Regions from separate parts of the Solanum lycopersicum genome. Here region 1 is linked to region 2. A link is a contact called in public HiChIP or PLAC-seq data. All regions are on one chromosome and are shown on one strand. Each heading gives the region's core, a stretch centred on a gene start, on an enhancer-like site or on the middle of the called end of the contact. The rest is flanking DNA. Distances are from core to core; before and after follow the strand shown.

Region 1 (7,189 bases), core at 522-3,021, 240 kb after region 2:
TTTAATATACTAGATGCAAACAGGATGAGCACTCCTCCATGCACAAGTGAAATTTAATTCTTGGATGATGGTTCTCCATCAACAGACGCTACACTTTATAGGCTAGGTCATTGACTCATTCCAATACCTCACCTTCACACATTCTGATATATGCTTTGTAGTAAATAGACTTGCTCAATTCTAACACTCTCCTTCAACTAAGCATTGACATGAAACAAAGAGGCTCCTTCATTATCTAAAAGGAACCATAACCTTTGGACTTCACTTCAAACATGTAATTCTTCTTAGTTACTTGCATACTCAGATGCAGATTGGGGTGGTACTCCCGATACTAGACACTCCACTTAAGCCTATGTTATTTTTCTTGGAAAGAATCTATTTAGTTGGTGCTCCAACAGGCAACACACTATTGCCAAATCTTCAACAGAAGCAGAATATAAGGGTGTAACAAGTGTTATAGTTGAGCTAAATTGGCTAACCAACCTAGTCGAAGAAGTTCGGGTCAAGCTGTCTTGTCCCCCAAGGTCTTGTGAAATAACATTGGTGTCACTTACTTGTGTTGTAATCAATTCTTTCATAATCGAATGAAACATGTCGCAATTGACTTTTATTTTGTCCATGACCAAGTAGAAAGTGGAAAAATTACGGTTAATCACATTTCAAATGGAGCTCAACTAGAAGATGCCTGAACTAAAACACTTCCTAGAAGATCATTTGTCCACCGTATTAGCAACATCACCCTCAATCAAATTGAGCCAATGTTGAGGGGGCATGATAAGGATAAAGATAAAGAGTCCTAGTTCGTTTGTATGTTTGAGCTATACACGTATTTAATTTCTCTCTTTAGGTCTCTTACGTTCAACATACTCCTTTCTCTTCTATACTTGTTCATGTATAAATACCATACATTGTATTAATAATACTTAACGCTTTTATAATCATATACAACTCTTATACTCTTTAACTATCATAAGTTAAAAAAAAATAGACAAAAACAAATGAATTGTAATTGTAGTAAAAACACCAAATCAACATCCTAAATGTATAAAAAATAACCAAAAAAATTGGATCAAACTCCATAGAAAGTACATCAAGACAACATAAAATTTTTTTGATGAAAAAGCACCAAAACCAGTGATACCACTGTAGTAAAATAGCATAATCGGGACAAAACAATAAACACTGCATCAAAATCGCACTGGAACAACAAAAGCTGGTCGAATACTGCATCAAAACAATCACAAAAATTTAACCAAAATTGTCTCAACACAACAACATAATATGCACCAAACTAGCAATGAAATCTGCACTAAGACGCAAAACTGGAAAAAAAAATTGCACTAAAATACCTGATAAAACTAGAGCAAACAACAAATACTACACAAAAATGATACTAATAAAAAGGATTAGAAGGTTATTCTTGTCATTTTAATTATTTTATCCGAGGATAACTTCTCATGGTATTATTATTCCACCAAGAGGAACAGATAACTTATCCCAATTTTTTAATAATCCTAGAATAATTATCTCATATTTGTAACCAAACAAGAAATAAAAATGCACTAAAAAATTATTTCATGACTATCCTTCACACAAACGATCCCTTATTCTAATAATACTAACTCTGTTGACAATGAGGTCAATCTCAATACCAATATAGCCCAATTAAGGGGAATTGGAGTGTTCCTGATCCAACTTCCATTACCCTAAATTTAAAAAACCTAAACTGAAATCTAATGACTAAAATTGTGAGTTGTGATTGAAATTTAAAAATGTCTATATTATTATTTATTAAATTTGATTAAATCAAAAATGGATCGAAATTGTAAAAATCAAACCAAATCGAATTCATACTAATTTGGTTTAGATTAATATTTTGACCAAATAAAAAAAATTGGATCTATTAATGCTCCACTTCATAAAATAGAGTAGTTTGAATTTGAGTAATATCCAAAACTTGAGTGACTAATATGAATATTTTCTCTAGTTTTTATCCTAAGCTCAATTCACACTCCCTCTTCTTCCACTGATTTTTTTCTTTTAAGTGCATCGAGCTATTAGTAGCGCTCGAAGAGTAATTAACAAGCAATGGCTGTAATGGGAATTGGGGCAGCTAATTGGTTGAAGGGAAGTGGAGCTCTGTTACTTTCTTGCCGCACAAATTCAATTCCTGCAGTAGTTTCTTCATGTACTGTTATTGCTTCACGCTCGAGGGTGCACTATTGTTCCTCAACATTCTCACTTCAGCACCAGAAAAAGAATAATACCCTTTTCAGTTCTGGTGTCAATGGTCATAAAATTGGTGATTGGGGTAGTCAGGTTACGAAATTATACTTCAATTTTTACTGTACGGCATCATCAAATGTGAGTATTGAAGAGAAGGATTCGTCTGGTGAAGTAGTTGAGGAGGATGAGGAGAGTAAGATGAGGAAAATTAAGGATGCGGCGAATAGTTTGGATATTAGGGTTGGGAGAATAATTAAAGCGTGGAGACATGAGGAGGCTGATTCACTTTATGTTGAAGAGGTTGATGTTGGTGAGGCTGAACCAAGAATCATTTGTAGTGGGTTGGTTAAGTATGTACCTCTTGACCATCTTCAGGTACTGACTACTACTTTCTAATATAACTAAAGTCTAATCTGGATTCATACTGTTTGTTTTCTTTACCTGTCCTTATAATGCATATATGCTAATCCTATTACGAGGTAGTGGTAAGGTTTGTGTAAGCTGTACCCTCTCCAGACCCCACTTGTGAGATTTCATTGGGTATGTTGTTGTTGGTGCTAATCTTGTTGTTTATTTTCCATATTAAATTTTGCATAATAATGTGAGAATTCATGTATTATGTATGATATACAATGTAGGATAAAAGTATTGTTATTAAAAATGCCTGCATTAGAATACTTTTGAAGACAGAAATGCCTTGAAAACAGAGAATTGCTGTTATCCATTGTATGACAATCACTATATTATTATTCATTGTATCACATTTGATACAATTTTGCACCCCGCATAATAGTTCTCGTATTATGGTACTCGGATAACAAGTGCATGAATGAAATTGACCCTGAGTGTTTTAGTTGGGATTCGTAGATAAAAGCTTCATGTTGCTACTCTTATGTCTCAACCACTCGACTATCCTCTTAGACGACATTACTCTTTTTTAGATGTCTCCTTATAGGTGGCATCTGATCTGACTATTATCTCTTCAATGTCATCCTCAATTCAAGTGACCTGTGGACCTACTAATGTTTCCTTCCCTTATTTAGGATAAAGCTAATCCTATCTGCAAGAGATAACACTTAATTGTATTCAGAATTGAAGCTTTGTTCTTGTCTCGAATCCTTAGGTTTTGCAATTCTATTGTAAAAAGTTCCTGGCATTTCATGTTAAAATGTCACATTTTGGTTTTACTTATTAAAAGGAAGAGCCAAACAGAAAAAGGATTTACAGGATGTAAAGCGAAGAGAGAAATGGAAAGCTTACAGCTTAAAGAACAAAATATCGTTTTCATAAAATTCCAACTATTTCTTGTGCTCCTCAAAGCCCACAAGAATGGAATTATGCTCCCAAATTTATAGTATGAGTAGTTAAAGCAAGCGAGTGACATGAAATTCGAGTTATTTTTTCAAAAAAAAACATACCCTTTTAGGTTGAGCTCGTAATGGTACCGAACAAATTAGAAATCTCTCTGCGGTCGAAGATCTGGGTTAGATCAATGAATAGAAGTATATTCATTGTATGATGGACTGAGTTGTTTCATTCGAGGAAATTTGACTAATGAAAAAAGCTTCATTAGACTGGCTCTTTTAATAGAATTTTGAGAGCCCTTAGCTTATAGAGATCAGGTTGGATTGAACAAAAAAACTAAGATTGAAATTCTATGATAGGATTGTTGACCTTAGGTAGCTAAAATCTTCAATGAGTGGAAACAAGTAACCTTGTTAGGAAGGTGTTCGTTTAGTAAGGCTATTCAATCCCAAGCCCCTTGTACATGTTAGGTTCTTGATCTAATCTTCCTCATATCGATTGAGGCTTTACCTTTAGTTTGAATGAAGGTGAGAAGCAAGGGTGTAGAACTGAGTAGAAAAAGGTTATTAGATACTTCTAGAAACCCCAAACAAAATCACACGTAGAAAATTTCATGTGTATGACTTTTCCATTGTAACCTCTTCAAATTTGCATGAAGCGAGTAGATCACTAAGTGAGTATGCTCCATCCGGCATGAGTGAATCCATTCAGAATTGGTTAAGAAAGGGTGCTTATATCCCAGATTGGGTTCAGCCAGGTCTATTGATCTTTCCCCTTCCCAATGGTGGTACCTTTCTTGGAGTGTCCTTGGCTTAAAGCCATAGAAGTAGTAACAATAAGAAGATTGTCAAATTAGATGGATGACTTATTAGTGATCAAGTGAGCCTAGTTAGATTAAACCTAATGGGAATTTGTGTGGGTTTTTTTTTGTTGAAATTGATGAGGGTCCAAGGAATAGGTCCTGCTAATTTTGGCCATAATATGCATAAAGAAGTCCAACTGGAATGTGAATGGACTGAATGAAAGCGTCAAGAGGGAAACTCTGAAATCTTTAATCAAAAATGAAGAATTAATCTAGTCTTTCTTCAAGAAATAAAATTGAGAATTGGTCAACAAGATAATTTGTCAAATTTTGAGAAACAAATGTGTGAATTCTGATTCAAAAATTAGATGCCTTAAGGGGTTGTTTGGTTTGAATACAAGTTATGCTGGGATAAGTTATGTTGGGATTAGTTATACTGGGATGAGTTATCCTGACATTATTTCGTATTGATTGTTTGGTTTGTTGTACTAAAAATAATAACCATGGCATATTTCCCTAAAATAAGTTGTTTGATTACAAAAAAAAACCCTCTTATTTAGCTTTATCTATCTATCTATCTATACATACATACATACATACATACATACATATATATATATATATATATATATATATATATATATATATATATTAAGACTCGATCCATCCAAGATAGAAAACCCACCAGTAACTCATTTTAAAAACAAATCTCACCTATCCACATAGTGCTTCCAATCTTTTCTTCCTTGATCCTTTGAATACACATGTAGACGTGAGAAACAAACATTCTCCATTTCCATTTTCAGACGAGTAATACTAAACACCCATTTACTTATTTAGTCAAAAAATAAAAGAGTAAAATTAGCAGAACACGATAAGAAATTTGAGATCTCGATAAGTATCCATGTACAGAAGTGTGTTAAAACAACCAATTTTGGCACATATTATAAATGACACAAATTAAAAAAAAAATGGAATCTTGATAAATTCCCACATACATAAATGTGTTAAAATAATATTTTTTGCACACATTATGAAAGAGAAAGATCAAAAATGAAATCTAGATAAATAGCCACATTCAAAAATATATTTACCAAATCTTTGCATATAAATTATTAAAGACAAATACACAAACATTTTTTCGAACCTGAGAGGTAACATGACAATTATTAAAGCGGGAGTAAAATTTCATAAGCAGACCTTGTGAAAGGTTATCAAATTAAATGGTTTGAAGGGTAATTTTGTCATTTAATAAGTTTATCCCATGATAAAATATGATGGGATTATTATACCACCCCTTGAGAGGGATAACTTATCCCGGTACTATTTATTAATCCGGGGATAAGTTATCCCAAACTTTCCAACCAAACACTAAATTAAGTGTCACTAAATATTTATCCCATGACTATTTGTGTGTAGTATTCACACCAAACGACCTCTAAAAGAATATTACAACATGGAACAAAGAGGTCTATGAAAAAGTTTATACACAAAGGAGCAGAACTTTTGGAGAGTCAATGCTGATTGAATAAAGTGGTGCAACCAGACCTCTATTGTACCATATAAAATTGCAAAATCTAAGGATCTCAAACTTGAGCTGCAGCAGCTGGCAAAGTTTGAAGAAATTACTCAAATGTCTATTGCTCAAGGAACGAGACAGCAATACGCCAATACCAACTACTTTTAGAAAATTGGAAAATTCACATAGAAGGTATTGCTTATTGAATTTGAGGTTTGAAAATAGGTTCCAGGAGTTTTTCAAGTTCTTACTCAAAAAACTTCAACTTTGTTTTATGTTCAAACATAACTCCAATACGGGAAGCGAGACTGAGATTGTTCGGTATGTGAAGAGGAGATATCTAGATGCTTCAGGGTAGAGGTGTTGAGGCTGGCTATAGATGGTTTCAGGAGAGGTACCAGCATTGGGAGAGGTGATTAGACCGAATATGGCAGAGGTCCAGCTTACAGGACAATGACCTTAGATAAGAGGTTGTGAAGGACATAAATTATAGTAGAAGGCTAGTAGGTAGTAGTGCATTGGCTTGTTATCATCCACACTAGTTGTTGTAGCATTGCCCCAGTAGTTTCTGGTCCTTTGATTTATGTTATTATTTGTTGTCTTGTACTTCAACCATCATATTATTTTGTTGTAGTTATTGTCCCGTTACTATCTGTTATTTCTTGTACTTCTATTACTTTTTTGTTTGGACTATTCCCTTTGAGTTGAGGTCTATCGGAAATAGCCTCCCTACCTCTTAGGTAGGGGTCGGGTCTGCTTACACTCTACTATCCTCGGACCCCACTTTGTGGAATTATACTAGGTATGTTGTTGTAGTAGTTGACATCCAATAACCTTTAAAATAATTATGATTTCTAGTTTCTAGGATTGGAGTTTGGATCTTTGTAAATCCCAGTGGTTAGGTTTAATAATATCCTCTTGCTTCAACTATTATTAGAGCACATTTCTAGTCAAACTGGAAAATAGAACTTTATATATGACTCACTCTATTCCATATTAAGTGAATTTTTGAGGCTTTTTTCATTGTTCAAAATAATTGAGTTGTTCATATTTCAAGATAAATGTTTCAATGTTTTTTCCATATTTTCCCTTTCCTGTGGTTTAAATTATGTCCTTGATTGTGTTTCTTAAGGGTGTGCATTACCTCACAAATTCACTTAATATGGAATAGGGAGTAGTTTTTTCTCGGGACAGCTCATTTATGATTGTTTGATTCGTTTGTTTCTTTTTCTGTAATTAATAATATGATGTTTTTTTTTTGACATATCTTAAGATGCAACAGGACTTGCTTATCACTTTATTGTGCTTTCATTATGGCTACTGCATCACTTACGTGC
Region 2 (6,480 bases), core at 3,296-5,795:
GCCCAAACAAGTAGCCCTTCTTGTATATGCTCGTCGAATATTTCTTTCTTGAATGAACTTCCCATCTGCATTCATCATGCATCAAATGAAAGAAAGTCATAAGTAAAACAATCTATAAAACCAAAATGGCAAGTACTTTGTTGGTAGAAGAAAGATGCACCTGTGTGACAATTGCATATAGTGGTAGAGTACTATAACTGCAAAGGAATTGAACAAACACCCTGCAAAAGAACTCAATTAGATTATGTAATAGCATGTTTAGAGTTCACATATATGTGAAATCTAAACCTCTTTTCAACTATAGCATAATTTGGCGTGGACGCGTTAATGGTAAGACATATTGGACTTAAATAGATACGATATTTGAGCAGCAAGTGGACACAAGACGTGTTTGTGATCCACATGGTTACATAGTTTGGTTTGGTGTAAATACCTTATGCAAGTAAGCATTTTCCTCGTCTAGAGGAGAAAGAAGGGGGAAACTTACCCTATGACAAGTCGAGGGATAATATAACCAACTTGTCCCATGATGCAGGAGTTGAAACGATATTGAGCCTTTCAGTGAACAAAACGCAATAATGTCAATTACTAATGGAATGAAATATGAATCGAAAAGCTTAATACCAATTGTTACATCTATGTTTTTTAAGATTACCCAAATCCAGAAGAAAAATGCAATCTCAAAGGAGTTCTGGAAAAGGATGATATGAATGAGGAAAAGGACTAGTCGCGGTCTATGAAACCAGAAATGATCATCTGATGGCTTCACAACTAAATCTCCTTCTACCGCGATGTGCTTTGCAGCAACCTCTCCAGCAAGTTGAGTTATTACATGCTCTAGTTTAGTCCCCACAGCTAGCAAAAGCTGCATAATCACAATAATATAACCATTTTTCAGGATTTTCGATAGCTCAAAGGTGTAATGACAACGATTACTACTTAATAGTACTTATTACTTACACCAAAGGGAACAAATGCTATCCAAAAGTATGTGTGCCAGCCTACAAATAGAAAATGAGTGAGAAACAAAAAACAGGAACCTAAGGGCAGCCTTGCGCACAAAGCATCCCAAGTTAGCAGAGTTCAAGGGCCACACTTCAAGGGTATGATACAAGACAACCTACGTCTCTATCCTGTGACTTACAGGTCACACGGAGACAACTTAAACGTTGCTTCAAGGCTCCCCTTCAAAACATATAGAAGGAGAAAATGACAGAGGGGGAAATAATTAAAACATGAGCTCTTAAACTAGGCTCAAAACCAAATGAAGTTATGCTAAATCATGAAAAGGGGATGAAACAGTAAATGATATAGCTCACCATGAACATTAAGCAATAGGAACAAGACCACAAATACCCAAAGATACCAGCTGCATAAACAATAGTAAATGTTCAGCAAGTTGAAAATCAAAAGGAACTAAGAGCACGTTTGACTCCGACTAAAAAATAATTTATAAGCATCAAGTACCGTCTTTTTTTCAAGTGAAGAAGTTATATATATAGAGAATTAGTTACTTGTTTGGATAAAAATGTTGAACCTGTCGATAAGTTACATCAAGAAAATGATGTTGGTCGTTGAGGTAAACACACGAAAACCTCTAAGAGGAGAAATGAGGATTTTTCTTGTTAGGGATATCATCATGTTATACTGACAATATTTCAATGCTTCATTGTTTTCTTTCCATTTTGTACACTTGGTAACCATTGTGTAACTCACCTAATCCCAACAACTTTCTTGAAATCAGCTTCAAGCACGCGTGTCATATACTTGTGAAAATCGAACTTTGGATTCTTCTTGCAATGAGTCTAAGGAGGAAAATTCAGCATAAGCTGAGCTTCATGGAGAAATAAAGAGATTAAACCAGTATATTAATGTAAATGTACCATAATGAAGCCAAGCCTCAAGGTTGTATAGTCTAATTTTGTGACAGATCCAAAGAATTGCTTGACGAAGGAATGCTGAGAATCACGAGCAAAATAGAAAAATATTAGACTCGCCTAACATATTGACGATGCATAGAAGCAAAATGTGTAATAAGAAACTTGCAGAAATACACATTTGATCATGTTCCAAAGAGGTAATATACTAATGGATTCAACTTATATACACTAACGATGTAAATACTTCTCACATTATTTGTGTAACTTAATCCGTTGGATATATATACAGGCACATACATACACATCAACACATGTATATAGAAATGAAAATATGCTTTAAGGGATGATTAAGATGCAAGATTCTCTGCGCTTACCAGCCAACCTAATAAAGTTGATCTTTTACCAAATCCTAGAAACCGGCCCTTGATAAAGTCATGATCATGAACATGAGTAACTTTTGATCGAAGTACTGCAGATACAATATATCCTCATTAGGATGACAACAAGGTAGATCACTCTATGTTGAAAAGTGTTAAATTCTGATGAATACACTATCAGTTCTACTACATTTTTCAGATCATAATATATCGTGCTTGATACGAAGAATTTCTTCTTGTTGTAGGTCAACTTAACTTGCTGTCAATCACAGAACCTAAAATCTTGACTTGTGAGTACTCTGTACTTATGCAAACTTTTTGTGTCCAATTTAGTTCAAAGGGAAGTATACTAATGAGACAGAGCAGTTATTAGGCAATATACCTTCTTCAGGATTATATTCCTCTTTCTTGATAGAATCCTCCCAAGATTTCCATTGACGTATCTGTGCAGATAACCCAAGGTCATCGTGTATAAGTGAAAGACGAAGGGGGCTGAGGGAGGATGTAACTAATCCGTATGATGAATTCAGAAACCTAAAGCAAGATGACTGAAAACCTTACCTTTATACCTCCAAATAGAATTGTAAGAGCTGAGAAAGTAACATGTGAAACAGCCAGCACAAAGATAAATGTATGGAGATGATGCAATGCTGTGAGAGATAGCAATGGCGCCTTGTCCTGTTAAGTTCCAACAGGAGAAAGTATATAGAAATGACACATCAACAAGGGCATATTATAAAAAAAAAAAAAAAACATCACAAGTTCATCAGCATATGAACTTAAACTGTGTTTATGAATCTTGATTGGCAATTAAATTCCCCTTTTGTTAGCTATTTTCACAATTCGGGTGATGGAGAGAAAAGCAAATAGTGTAGTTGAAGAGAGTCTTGGCACAATGGTAAGAGTTGTCGTTATGTGATCAGAACATCCTCTTGCAGATATACAACGTAAAACTAAATGGCACATGCAATATATCCCAATGTGGCCCATTCCTTTCACACAAAACAATCCAATTTTCTTCTAACATGTAAACTACAGGAGCTTAGTCCACCGAGCTGCCTTTAATTTAGACATACCTTAGCCTCACAATAACCAGAATTAGCAGATCCAGAAAGAAGGCGCCTTCCTCCCGGAATCAAAGAGAAGAAATTAGTCTGGAAGTGGACAGAGTCATTCACATCATCATCTTTTTTACAAGGGAGCCAGTGATTAGTCAAGTGTTTAGGGATGCATATTTTAAGAATTCTCGCTTGTAACACTGTCAATAACAGTGATATGAATCCCAACAACATCAACTCTGCATAATTCATCATGTTTTTCAGAATATGGACTAATCAGACATCTTTAAAGTAAAAACAGAATTACACAAACAGAAGTTGGAATTTTACCTTCTTTGATCTTTTGTAAGGCTTCATAGAGTGGCTTTTGGTTTTTCTTGAGCAAATACTGTCATAAAAATCACAATTGTTACTCATATCATCAAAGATTGCTCTTTTAGCAGAACTTTAGAAATGTTATACTCAACAACAAATAATAATAACTCTTTGTCTAAGGAGAATTGGTTGACCAAGAAAAGAAACATGTTACATATCAGCTATGTTGGTCGAACTCTTCAAACATGTCAATGAGCGCATGTTCTGAATCATCCAAAAACAGGTGCTGCAACATTTTTTATGAGTCTGAGCAACATAGGGAGTTGATTTCTCAGATAATTACTTAACTACTAGTTTTTTATCTCAAAAAGTCACTTTTCATTTCTTGATTCAAATTTTCTTCAAAGTGACTCGATAATAAAATTTAAATACAAAAAAGCCAAAGACAAAATTCAAGAAAGTTTTGTTTTTCTGCAAGAAACTACTGAAACTAGCTATCGATCAGCGTAAATCTAGTCAATTTATGATAGTCTTATTTATTAAACTTGGATGATTTAAGAAAATATACATGACACATATCAGAAAGTATAATAGTAAATTACTATAAAAACCAACATATAACAAAAATCAAGAAAATTTTTATAATTCACCTTGCCACCATAGTGAATAATTCTTTCAACAAGAAGAGATATAGCAACTATGACAGTGCATACTAAGGCAACAATCCATGTTGGTGTAAATTCTAAACTTGTTCCTTCATCTCCTCCACCTCCTGACATCTTTTGACTACAAATAAATATCCAAGAAAACCTCTATATATATAAGATTTAAGATGAAAAACACTATGTTGATTCTACTAGGTTTGTGGATTGGAAGTTACCCAGAAAGAAGAAGAAAGAAAATGACAAAGATTGTCCCTTATGTTTTGATAGTTGGTTCAAAATAGTCCCTTAAAGTATTACTTAATCAATTTTGATTCTTTGAAGTGTCAAAAATGAGCAATTTTTTTTTTTGTTAGATATTTATCAAATTCTAAATGTCAAATTTAATGAAAGTACAATTTTTAATATTTATGTTATTTTAAAGTATACTTCAATAGTTTTTATGCAACTTTTTGATGTGCAAATTCTCTTAGATTGATTTATTTTGTTGCCTGACATTTATTTTTTTTGGATAAAGGGTCAAAAGTATTGACAGTAAAAGAAATTTTTTAATTTGCCCTTTTTTTTCTATTCACATTGTTTAAGAATATTATATAATTTGCCCTTTTTTTTCTTTCTTCTTTTTTTTTTTTTTTTGTATTGAGGTTTTGAAATGTTGAAGGAAATTTCTATTGTTTTTTTTATCTCTGTTGTTCTTGTTCCAATTAAATCTAATAATCATAGTTTGATATATTTGAAAGAGATTAAAATTATTCAATTAATAATTCAAGTGCTATTTTGAACTTACAACAAAATATGAAGGACTATGGGTGTGTTTGGTACGTAGGAAAAGAAAATGTTTTCCTGGAAAATAAGTAGATTTTAGAATTATTTTCTCATATTTAGTTGGTGAGTAGAAAATATTTTTTGAAAATGATTTTTATTGTTTGATTTATGCATGAAAAATATTTTGAGGAATATCTTTTATTTTTACTAGAATACAAAAAGATTTATGAAATTGAAAATATTTTTTTGTGGTAGAAGCAAAATTAATTTTTTGGGGGAGGGATGGTGTTGGGGGCGGGGGGAAGCTGGTCAGAGATCGAATGAAAAAATAAAATTTTGAAATTGAAAATATTTTTAAAAAATTGATGTTTTTTCTAAAAAAATGCAATTTGAAATTGAAAGAGAGCTTTGAAAAATATTTTCCTTAATTTTTGAAAGAAAGTCATTTTCCTTAATTTTGAACAAAATGAATTAATTTGAAAAATATTTTTCAAAATTTACCCCAACCAAATATAAAAAAAATTAAAAAACATTTTTTAAAAAATATTTTTCATTATACCAAACACACTATATTTTTTCATTTTCTCAAAAAGAATGAAATGGTCATCAGAAGAATTCTTTATTGGGCCCTCCCCCATGTTCTTGACCTCTTATGCATTTGATAGTTGACTAGTAACAATCGAGCTAACGATAAATATTTTTTTATCTTAATTAAAGATTTTGAGTTCGATTTTTTTTAGGTAAAAAGTTATTTTTCATCAAATATTATTTATCTTTTAATATAAAAATTTTTGATAAAAATCTAAAAATTTATTAAATTTTGATACTATAGATATCAGACACCAGATAAAACAAATAAAAAAAAGATTTAACAAAAATTTTAACTTCTCTGTTGTCCACATGCATATGACAAGAATTTTTTCCCTCAAGTTGAAAAATTTGAAGTTTTAACATAAATCAGTTTAACAAATTTGTTTTACCAATAAATGGGAACTGCCTATAAATTCTAGAGGGAGTGGGAATTTAAATAGTTGGCAACAAATTAATTATTCCATAACTCCTAATTAACGTGACATTTTTTTTAGTTAATTTTTAAAAAATGTTATTTTTGTATATTTAGTAATAATTTTAAAACTACTTTTATTCTATACGGAAAATGATATATAATAAAAAAAATATTACAACTTATTGTAGCCCATAATTTTTTACAAAAATCTTTTTATTTCCAAATTGAACTTAAAAATTTTATGATCAAATATTAATTTACAAATTAAAAGAAAAAATAGAAAAAGGATCATCCTCATAGTCAAGTGGGTTAGTATAGCAAAGTCAAAGTCTTCCAAAAGTAAATAAAAAGAGTCGAATTAGCCAAAGTTTCTTCCCAGGTGTTTTCCACAATTAGTTGGTAAATACTTTTTAATTT

The links. HiChIP or PLAC-seq counts read pairs in DNA pulled down with a chosen protein or histone mark.
Region 1: a contact with region 2 is called in an RNA polymerase II HiChIP or PLAC-seq map of leaf, with 5 times the contacts expected there. The contact joins the promoter of LOC101261939 here to the promoter of MLO2 in region 2. A contact is called at or near these places in 3 of 8 Hi-C or Micro-C datasets (leaf and leaf mesophyll) and 1 of 1 datasets of contacts at active chromatin or transcription factors (leaf).

What each region holds. Positions count from the first base shown.
Region 1 is chr8:7,115,449-7,122,637 of SLM_r2.1, forward strand. LOC101261939 reads left to right here and starts at 1,772. Exons shown (of 3, transcript XM_004244741.5): 1 at 1,772-2,601. The coding sequence starts at 2,089.
Region 2 is chr8:6,868,790-6,875,269 of SLM_r2.1, forward strand. MLO2 (MLO family protein 2) reads right to left here and starts at 4,546. Exons shown (of 14, transcript NM_001348446.1): 1 at 4,281-4,546; 2 at 3,646-3,703; 3 at 3,334-3,554; 4 at 2,819-2,935; 5 at 2,640-2,700; 6 at 2,255-2,349; 7 at 1,884-1,958; 8 at 1,717-1,805; 9 at 1,320-1,369; 10 at 961-1,001; 11 at 656-865; 12 at 488-555; 13 at 161-221; 14 at 1-65. The coding sequence starts at 4,409.